Regions from separate parts of the Sus scrofa genome. Here region 2 is linked to region 1. Evidence: chromatin contacts called from public HiChIP or PLAC-seq data. All regions are on one chromosome and are shown on one strand. The core of a region is the stretch at or near the end of the contact, and the rest is flanking DNA. Distances in the headings are between cores, read along the strand shown. Region 1 holds the start of ZEB2 (zinc finger E-box-binding homeobox 2). Region 2 overlaps ZEB2 (zinc finger E-box-binding homeobox 2).

The links. HiChIP or PLAC-seq counts read pairs in DNA pulled down with a chosen protein or histone mark.
Region 2: an H3K27ac HiChIP or PLAC-seq map of alveolar macrophages shows a contact between it and region 1. The contact joins the enhancer-like site here to the promoter of ZEB2 in region 1. A contact is called at or near these places in 6 of 47 Hi-C or Micro-C datasets (alveolar macrophages, embryonic fibroblasts, epiblast stem cells and 2 more) and 2 of 2 datasets of contacts at active chromatin or transcription factors (alveolar macrophages and skeletal muscle).

The regions. Positions count from the first base shown.
Region 1 is chr15:7,494,826-7,500,188 of Sscrofa11.1, reverse strand. ZEB2 (zinc finger E-box-binding homeobox 2) reads right to left here and starts at 1,310. Exons shown (of 10, transcript XM_021076506.1): 1 at 846-1,310. It overlaps LOC110257199, which reads left to right. Exons shown (of 2, transcript XR_002339482.1): 2 at 866-959. It overlaps LOC110257200 (a long non-coding RNA gene), which reads right to left. Exons shown (of 2, transcript XR_002339483.1): 1 at 5,279-5,363; 2 at 3,263-4,742.
Region 2 is chr15:7,554,816-7,559,879 of Sscrofa11.1, reverse strand. All of the region lies in intron 2 of ZEB2 (zinc finger E-box-binding homeobox 2), which reads right to left. Among named protein-coding and RNA genes, the nearest start is that of ZEB2, 58 kb to the right of the region's middle. Within about 2 kb of position 3,224, at least 12 of the 83 cell types and tissues checked have an H3K27ac peak or open chromatin away from gene starts, as enhancers often do. A contact at or near this core is called in alveolar macrophages, where this site is marked.

The DNA of each region.
Region 1 (5,363 bases), core at 61-2,560:
CAGTGCCAAAGTATGGCATGGAATATTTGTATGTATGTGTCTCCTGTGAAATCCATGTCTATATTACTTTGCCATTTGAAATACAATTTCAAAAGTTATCCCTAATTTAAAACTCTAATATCCTGACAGTTTTCTTCCCAACTGTAGTGACCCCCCCCCCCACTACTTTGGTAAACGACTCAAGTTCCATGAGGACTTTCACTTCTTTATTTATCATCACAGAAGTGAGGTGTTACTTCACATACACACACACACAAAGAATGAAATAAAGAAATGAAACTCGCTAAGCAGACAAAAACAAGCAACTTTCTGCTTAGAAAACAGCCTTCTTCGGTAGAAAAGGTTGGACTGCCATATCTAAGAGAAAGACTTGCTCCCGAATTTGGTAGGTTTGTATCCATCAAGTTTTGTAATTATTAACAGGTATTTGCCAAGTTTTAATTGCTGAATACAATGAATTGGAATTAGACATGACAATAGAGCAGAACCTCTCCCCCTGAAGAGTTTTTATTCCAACCACATAGTTCTCAATAAAACTTTTCCTAGGCTGGGTAGCAAAAGGCACCTTTGGTTACCTGAATGGACAGGTACAGGGCAAATTATTTGGAGGAGGAAAAAAGAGAAAAGGAAGGAGAGAGAGAGGGAGTGAGAGAGAAATCCAAGAAGTCACTCTTGGGAAAAGCTTGCCGTAAAGGAGCTAAACCCACCTGAAATTCCTACCCACAGACACTCCTTCGCACTTCAGACTCCCATCCTCACTTAAAAGGAGAAAATCATGAAAGGAGGGTGGGGGATGACCATGCCAAAAAGGAATAAAAAGAGAGAAAAGGGGGAAAAAAACCTACCTGCGAAGTCTTGTTTGTAGTTTTGGCCAGAAATGGTGAGAAGAAAAAGCATGAAGAAGCCGCGAAGTGTGGGGAAGAAAAAGGTGGAAGCGAAGAAACAGCTCCCGGAGCAAACTGTACAAAACCTCGCCAAGAGTGTCGGGAGGCAGGACCGTTATTCCTGCGGAGCAGGTTAGAACTGATCTCTTTCGGCCACTCCAGGAAACACAAACCTGGGGACGGACTGACGTGTTACGCCTCTTCTAATGACATTTTTTTCTTTTTCTTTTCTGTAGGAGAGAGAGAGACCCTGAAACACGCGCCACCTATCTTTGTGGGGAGGGATAATTGAAGCGCCCTGAGCGTGAGCATCATGTGAAAACGTGATCGCCAAGTTTCTCTCTGGGAAAGGATCTGGGATAGATTATACCTTGAAGTCTCCGCAAACGCTTTAGTGGAAGAAATGAAATTCCACCTCCCTCCCTTCCTCTCTCCCTCCCTCTCGCCTCCCTCCCTCCCTTCTCCACGCCCCCCCCCCCCCCGTAAAGCCTTTGGCATCATTATCCTCATCTCCTCATCACTAAATCCTACAGAGTACAGGGCGGAAAACGGTGCACACCATTCACAGAACTGGAGAACTCTTAAGGGGCGAAAGTTAAAGGGAAAGATCCCGGTTCTTCAATCCAGATCGCTTCTTCTTATACAGATATCTCTAATGACCAGATTTGAGATGCACATTAAGTTGTGTGGATTTCTCAGCACAGCTTCTGGAACTAAATTTTTTGCCCTTTCTCTTATTTTTTTGTCTTTTTAGATGCCAGAGCCAGAAAAAAAAAATGTTGCATGTGAACTGCATTTTAGGGTGTGTGTTGGGGGTGTGTGTGTGTGATGAATTTCTGGATTGGATCCCAATACTAAAAAGTGGTTTGGCATTTTTAAAAAGGGTCTCTAAGTGAATTAACATAGCGGGCTGAGTTGCCTCGATCTCTGAGTCTCTCTACATCTCACGGAGACCTCACTACAAAGTGAGGGAGTGTGTGTGTGTGTGTGTGTGTGTGTGTGTGTGTGTAGGGAGGCAGGAGGAATAGGAGAAAGGCCATAGAGGAACTTAGCAGGGAAGGATGAGCATGATATTAAACGGCATGGGGTCTAAGTTTTGGAGTATACATTTTTTGATATTGCAATTAAAGTAAAATTAAAAAGAAAAGACTCCACCTTTGCTCTGAAGGGATTGGTTATGTAAATATGGAAGGGATTTCCTGGAGAATACAGCTTTCTACTGTATGGTTAATTAAATAATCACTCAAAAGCTTCCAACGTGACGCTTCTGTCGTAATCCAATCAGGTTACATAGGTCCTAAACAAGAAAGATATTTTCCACATCTGGAAGTCAGCAATTTAGCAAGTACTGCACATTATTAACCAATTCAGAGCCCACTTCCCAGGGGAATTTTTTTTGAAGTTTAAGTGTTCTTAACCAATGCTCTGCTGTTTTGTTAATCAAAAAGCTGGTTTACACTGCACATAATTGGAACTAATATAGAAGTAAATAAAGACAGCCAAATTTGAGGATGCTGAGCACAGGCATTTATAGGAAAAGGAAGAAATCTCTTAGCCTCCAGTGGTTCAGGCTCAGTTTCTTAAAGAACTGTGAGGTTTTTTTGTTGTTGTTGTTGTTGTTGTTGTTTTAAGAGTGAAAGTGCTTGAGAACCTCAGAGCACAAATAAACTTTCAGTCCCACTGCCTTTGGGCTTTCTTGCAAAGGTAAAGGTGGAGGTGTCAAGAGGACTGAAGAGCAGCCTCATGCCAAAATTTTCTGCTTTAATATTGTTAATATGTTACAGCCCCCTGTTTTCAGTCTGATGAAATCTGAAACAAATAACACCCTGATCCAACACTAGACTTTTACTTATATTAAGATAAACTGCTTTGAACTGTGCTTTGAAATGTGTGCCTAAAGCAAGACTTTGAATGCAAGACTCACTGGCAATTGCACTCAGAGGAGGGAAAAGCCACCACAAGAGTTGCCACATCCACACTCCCAGAGGTGCATGTCTTTGTATTTTGTATGTTTATTTTTTTTAAGGGGGGGAGCAGTAGCCACCCAGCATGACCACAGCTAGTTCTGACTTTAGCCTACAAGAAAGTACATTTTCACTATTGGTTACAGACTCACTTCTTTCCCACCTTGAGTATTTATTACACTGAGAATCTTCTCACCCATCCCATTACAGATAAATTACCTGTAGAGGAGCATTCAAGATCATCAGTGTAAAATTAATAATAAAAAAAGAAAACTAAAGACTTCCAACAGAGGTCAGGCACATTCTCCACCTTATGTTGTGCATTTCTTTTAATATTTCTATCTCTATAAATATATGACTTATCAACTTCCTCTTCTGAGATTTATTTCTATTATTAATGTCCTTTTTTCTTTCTCTTCCCACTTTTTTATTTAAAAAAAAGTCAATTCCAGCTTTCTCTAGAAGTTTGCTTTTCAGCCTTTCCTCTTCCATTTCTAGGAAAAAGCTGTCCCTTGCATGGAGTGATTCCAGACAATACTCTACCTCAGGAACCCAGGTAGCCACTGGAGCTTCCAGCCCAGACACACACTCACTGACAAAAACCTCAGGTCAAAGGATCCTATTGAAAGGCTAACAAATTACTTGTCTTTATTATGTATATTAATGTGAGGTTACTTAGGATCTGACTTAAAAAAAAAAAAAAGAGACAGACAAGTATTTCCATTAAAAACACCTAATCATCTGATTACTCTGGGCTCAGTAATTGTTCAAGTGGCAGGAGGCAGCCTCAACAAGGCATTGGGAGTCCCGATGTGCAAGTATTTGATTTAGGGTAAAAAAGCAATCTTTCAAGTTTCCATTAATGTGGATATTTAGATGGTGGCATGTGAGCTGTCCCTGTGAGGGTGAGAGCGCCGGTGGGTTGCCCTCCGCCCCTGCCTGGCACGCCCCTGGCACACACCCTTCCCGATTGACCGAGAGTTCCCATCAAAGCAGAGACGGTGGGATCTGGCGAAGCCGAAATATAAATTTGTTCCGAACACTCTTTTAGTCCGAAGGCCAGGTCAGGGACAATGGGGATCGTGGGACCAGCGGGATGCAGGAGCGCAGGACGCAGGGAAAAGTCGAGAGAGGACTAGGAGCTGCTAGCTTTCGGATCCTCACACAGCAAAGCAAGTCCTTCAAATGAATCGCTCCTTCCCGGTCTTCCTTCCCCATTAATAGTCCATTTCGAGATTAGCGCAGACCAAGGGGATTAAAACAACAGATATATGCAAATGTGAAATAATATTGCAATCGACATAGAAGGGAGAAAAATAATTCTATAGGGTCTCTTTGAGTGAAACAAACTGCCTCCCTCAGGAGTTCCTCCACCCAAGCAGTGTGAGGATGCACTTTTGTTTTCCAATTCCCTCCAGCCAGGACCTGGTGCCTGTCCCCCCATTCACCTCTCAGTCTGTCAATTTCCTTAACTTTCACAGCCGCTCCCCCTTTCTCCCCTGCCCCCAGCTCGGTTTGCCCGCCCAGATGCCCGAAGAGATACAGTGTTTCTGCCCTTGAACACACAAGCTATAGAAGGAATTCGAATTTGGCCACAGCTAATGATTTCTTTAAAAAAGCAATTTCTGTTTATTTTGTACCATGTGGAAAAAATTTTAAAAAAGAACCTATTCTCTTTTTGAAACGGAATTGATCTTTCATCTAGAGGAATTATTTCGACCCTGTGTTGTTATGCAGGAGGTGGGCAACTTCTCTTAGAGTTGCAAGCAAAGGGTGATAAGAGGGACCCCTGGATTGGGGGTGTGTGGAGGGGGTGCGGGGAGGCAGGGGTCCAAGCCAAGCCAAACGGTTTTCTCACGTGCAAACTCACAATCCAATCCTTTCGGAGTTGAGCCTAGGATAGGAGGGGAAAGAAAGTCTATTAAAAAAAAAAAAAAAAAAAAAACCAGGAGCATCTTTCTGAGAAGCCCTTTCAAACAAAATCAAAACAGGACCAGAGAATCTCAGACCGACTCTAACATCCCTGCTGCGAGGCCCGCGGGCTGTGGAATCTCGCACGTCACCTGGCCTCAGCAAGGCGGCCAGCTGAGGGGTTCATTTTATTTAATTTTATTTTTTGAAGTTAAGGCTGAATCTCGGCTTCAGTGGTTTTTGCCAACGTCTCTTCTGACAGGAACCAGCAAACTTCAGGACTCAAATGAGCGTCTTAATTTATTGATGCAAAACAGGTCTGCTTTTCGCCCCCAATTCTCCGCGCGCTCTGTCCCCCAAGCCCCCAGCTTCGGTCCCTCCATTTGATCTCAGGGTAAGGCCCAGCCGCGCAGGCGGAGGAGCACGTGGGGGGGGGGTGTCCGCCGCAGCCTGCCCTCCCCCAAACCTGTACCCGCCCGGGAACCCCGCGACCCCCGCCCCGTGGCCGGGTCAGCTGACCTGGCTCGCTCGCCGGCTACCCGCCCGCCGCCTTGTTTCCGGTCCCCGGGGTCCGCGAGCCGCGCACCGAGCCGGAGCGGCCGCA
Region 2 (5,064 bases), core at 1,975-4,474, 58 kb before region 1:
TTATGTTTTATTTCTCTAAATAATAAAAAAAGAACATCTTCCCTTCCTTGCCTTCTATTTCTATAACTGAAACATAAACTCTGGTTGATTAGAAATTGAATTGGAAATGCTCAGCAGTGTTTACGTTAGCATCAAGGAGAGACTTGTTACAAAGCACCCGACTTTCATAAGAATACATTCAGAAGGGTTTGGCCAGCTGGATGGGCCTTAGTGGTATTGATTCAGACCACACTCTTCACCTTGGGCATGATATGGATATCCTGGACATTACGAAGCTTGGACTTAAAAAAATCATCATTCTGTGATTTTGTTCACATTTCAACTGATAAAAAACACAGCAGCTACTTAAATTTTCTGAGAGGAAAAAAAAAAAATCCTGCCCATTCTTGTGAAATTTAAGTAGGCAGCCCTTGAAAGATCACTGGGAAAAGCCTGTATTTTCTCAGGTTTAACTAAATAATTTATGCATACTTTCACTTTGGCATGATGAAGCAATTTTAGCCTTTAAAACCCACAACTACTCAGGAGGGAAAAGGTCTGGTTCCTGCAACTTAAATAATTTAAACATCCAGGTGGAAATGCTTTCAGCATTTTCCCTTTTTGAGACAAAGGAAGAAGACTTCAGAATTTTGAGATACTAAGCATAAAGAATTGATAAAAGACCTAACCTCGGATGTATTTAATTTAGAATGGAAATCCTGCAATAATTTTTTTTGAATGATGTGGATCAGAGTGAGGGGTGAGGTGAAATGTCTGCTTACCTGCTGTTTATAATAAATGAACATATAGAAAATACTGTCGGTATAGCTCTAAGTCACACATATATGTATATACATACATAAATATACACATATACAAATAAAATATCTATAAGAGCTAACATAACCCTATAGCCTATGTCAATCCAAGCCTTACGCATTTGGTAGCTATCAAGGTTCCTAGAAGAAGCTGTGCTAAAATACATTGTCCTTTAATCCCTGGCTTCTTGGGTTATATAAATGTGTGTATCTTTTGATATATAACCAAGTAGGCTAGAATGAATGAGAGCAGAACAAAATGTTACTTCCTAGGACATAGGACTGCAGAAAGGGGTTGATGAAACTACTAAAATACTAGAGGAGATTTTGAAATGTAGGTGTCAGGTATAACTGGCGCTCTGAGTCCCTGGCCTCTTAGCTTTTTGTCAGATTTCAGAACTGCCATGGGGAAGTTTGCCTTCTCACTTGCAGACCTGCAAGTGACACACTTGTAAAAGAGCGTGGGACTTGGAACACAACCCCTGTAGATTTAGAGCATGGTTTATAATCAGAAAGTTTGGAGGGTTAAAAAATTTCCTGCTGTCTTATAGACATACCCCCAGATGGATGTGGAACTTGGTGTTATTTCTTGTGGGGAGAAAAACACCCAACAACTCATACATAAAGCCCTGTGGGGTTTTTGTTTGTGTTTGTTTGTTTTTTTAAGCTCTGTCACATCCAGATGTGATGGCTTATGTCAAGATGAAAGTCAGCTAAGGTACAAAATAAGGTAGCAGGCTAAAGAGTTGGTTTCCTTTAGAGTTGAGTATGACAAAAATTATACAGGAAGGGTAAAAAGAAATCTTGCTGTGTATGTGTTCTTTAAAATGAGTCGAGGCTTCTTTCCATTTTAGAAGAAAACAGGTCTTCAATGTTCATGAATTTCAACTCTCCAACACTTTGGCCCCTTGCATCTCAGACAGCCACACACTGGGTCTCCTAAAGAGAGATCCTGAAGAAAATATGAAGAAAGGTGACCCTCTGAGCCAAAAGGAAATGTTAAGCTTGGCCAGGGCTGCATAAAAGAGGGTTGCTGAAACCAAACATCATGTCCAGACAAGGTCGCTATGTTAGGATGATTTCATTCTGAACACGATTCTGGATCTGTTTTTGTTGTGGTGGATGGGTGAGGGCCACCTCAGCTACGTAGATTAGGGAGGTGGAATGGGGAAGAGGGATATTACAGTGTGGACACATCGGTGCTGTTAAGGGATTTGAGAAATATTCTTCTTCTTCTATTTAAAGAGCTTGAACATCAACAGCCAAGGTATGGAATGTGAAGGGTGGCCCAGAAAGAGACTGAAGTGGGGTACGTGGTTGTTTTTCCTTTCATTTTCTTTTCTTTTCTTTTTCTTTTTTTGGTATCCATTGACTTTAATTAAGCCCAGCCAGCCTCTTAAGCATGGGAAACTTGGAGAACTTTTTTGTTTAAAGTGATCTTGTTCCCAGGGTTTTCCCTACAACTTCTCTCAGCTCTGTTGCAAGGATGAATATTCACATTCCTGCTCCGAATCTTTAGAGCAGGGTACCTGGCATACACAGAAAATTTTAATCTCATCTGAAGTATAATACTAAGAGTGCTTTTTTTTTTTTTTTTAGGAAAAAGAAACCTTTCTCCATAATCCTGCTAGTTATACTTCTTAACTGTATTATTTTAAGTCAATTAATTCAAATTTTAAAATAATGAAATTACTAGCAGAGACTTGAAACTTCTTTTAGTATATTAAATTGGGCAGATTGCGTCTCTCCTTCTAATTATGAATATTGCAGTTACAAAAGAAACTGTCATTTTGATAGAGCAAAAGACAATCTGTCTGCCAAAAATGTCCAACCATAATTCTAAAAAAAAGTCATCGGCATCAAGAACATGCTACTTTGTTTGATGTACTGTCTTATTGGAAACCTAATTTGCTTTCAACCTCTGAGACAACACATAACATAAGTTTGTGTGACTAATTTTTCTTGGAAATATGAGTAATGAGAATTAGGGGCCATTTTCTTAGCAGGAGTGGACAGGTTTTTTAAAAATTCAAAGTAAGTGCTGGAGTTATTTTCTTTGCTTTTTTTCTTTTATAGCACTCCTAAAACCAAGTGGAGGGGGGATGCTGAGCTTTGTACTGGATAATGTGAGTTCCCATGTAAATGGTGAGCGATTGCAAAGTATGAAAAGGTTTATTACCTAAGGTGAGCCCTCCCAGAGCTCCAGGAGTATAAAAGCATTAAGTGTATGTTCTAACAAAGTCATAAAAATCAATAAACAGGAACCCCCCACCTGGGCAATGGCCCCAGTGTTAAGTTTTATACATGTAGTAATAGTGCATATCAATTTTCACCACCCTTCCTACGCTAGCTATTACAGGGCCTACCACCACCGGAGGGCCGGCAAAAGCCGCACCATTCATCCATCCCACGGAGTTGTCTACATGCCAGGCCCATTGCATCATTGTCAGTTTTATTCTATCTGCAACTGGACAAGGCTGCAGCCCTAGCTTCCATACACCCACTCAGTACCGCAACAATTGCAAACTGTGTGCCTCTGTTTAAAGAGTTTACAAGTCCTCCTGAAAGAGAAACAGAATCGTTGCATATTAATGCCCTGGACCCTGGAGGATCACACAATGGAAAGGGGAAAGACACGTTGCTACCACCGAGATGTGACCTTGTCCAACTGCTGCAGTCTCTGGCTTATCCACCAAGGTTTAAAAAATCATCATGCATTCTCGATAAGCATCCAGATGACCGGGTTTCTACAGCAACTGGTTATAATCGGAGTGCCCCGCCATCACCCAAAGATTCTGAAAGCACAGGTCACCACTTTAGTAGATGCACGATAACATATGCTAAGAAATCAGGCCCTGAATCTGCAGCGTTTTCACCAGGTTACAGAAATAACTACTCACATCACATGTATTTCATAATTAAAGGAAATCCTCCTACCCCACCTCCCTACTTTTACCAATAAGGCAGAAACTATCACTGAATGTGTAACCTTTGTAACACATCCACTCTTCCCATCCATTACTCTGTGTGTGTGGTGGGGGGGAGGGAACAGGCTTATTAAAATCCCAGCCACTTGTTGGTAAAGAGGCCCAATAACTTTAGGGGAAATACTTCACTTGGGGCATTCTGGAAAAAAAAAGAAAGAAGGGGGAAAAAAGCCTCGTTTTAATTATAATCCAAAGATAACTGCTCTGTAGTAACGAGGAGCATTTGAGAAGAGAGCCTTCATTCAGACACTGGACTTGGGTGAATTTTTCCTTTCTTGTAAATGGTTCTATTGGCCATCGTTTTAATAGGCCTGCTGAACAAAAGACGACCCTTGGTGATGACTCCTCTTTCCCCCTCCCCACCAAAAAACAAAACAAAACCCCCCAAACCGGGAGTTCTAGCTGTCTGAGGTTGCCTTTGATAACGTTCACAGCACGGAAGTGCCACTCAGGGGTACTTGAAGCTGCGTCATTTAAGAGCACAAAAATAGAATAAAGTTGTGCAGCAAACGAGAAATTATAACATAACTCAAGTGCTGTGGCCTGAAACAGGCAAAATGAGCCATCTAGACATTTTCCACAAGCAAAAAAATAAAAGTAAAGAAAATGGAAAAATGCAATGCTGGCGTGATTTCCACAAAGGTATGTGCTTGAAGTGGCACTAACTTCGGTGCCATCCACAAGAAGAGTTGCTATGGATATTATGAGAAAATGAGACATTTCTAGCAATGCAAAGAAAGTGAAGCGCTGCAGTTGTGAACAGCTGGCATACAATAGATAATTTAAGGGAAAGTGACCCTCATGTATAATTTTTAACTGAAGAACTGTCAGGGCCCATTAGTTCCAACAGGGCCTGCCAGGACCAAGATCGGTTTATTGGAGTACTGTATTAGCAGAGTTTCTGAAAGAGCAGCATGAAAACATAATATGGGGATTCAGTAATTTTAGTGTTTTTAAAAATTGTACACATTACTTGTTTTACTGACATCAAGGCTCTCCGCCTCTGTGTTCAGAATGAAAGGCCCAATAGGGTAGCAACTGGCATGGTAAACAATTTGTGAAAAAGCCCTTCTGAGCAGTTGTACTACATTCAAAAGTAACCCCCAAAAGTTAAAAGGGAAAACCAAACAGTGGCTATCGTACTGATTATTCACTGTGGTACTGAATGCTTATGACTCAAAGGCCTTGAAGGGAATAGGGCAAGGAGCAGAAAAACCAGATTACACCAATTCAACTGAAGTTCTCGTTAGGAAGTATGGAAATTCCCAGACAATGTTTGA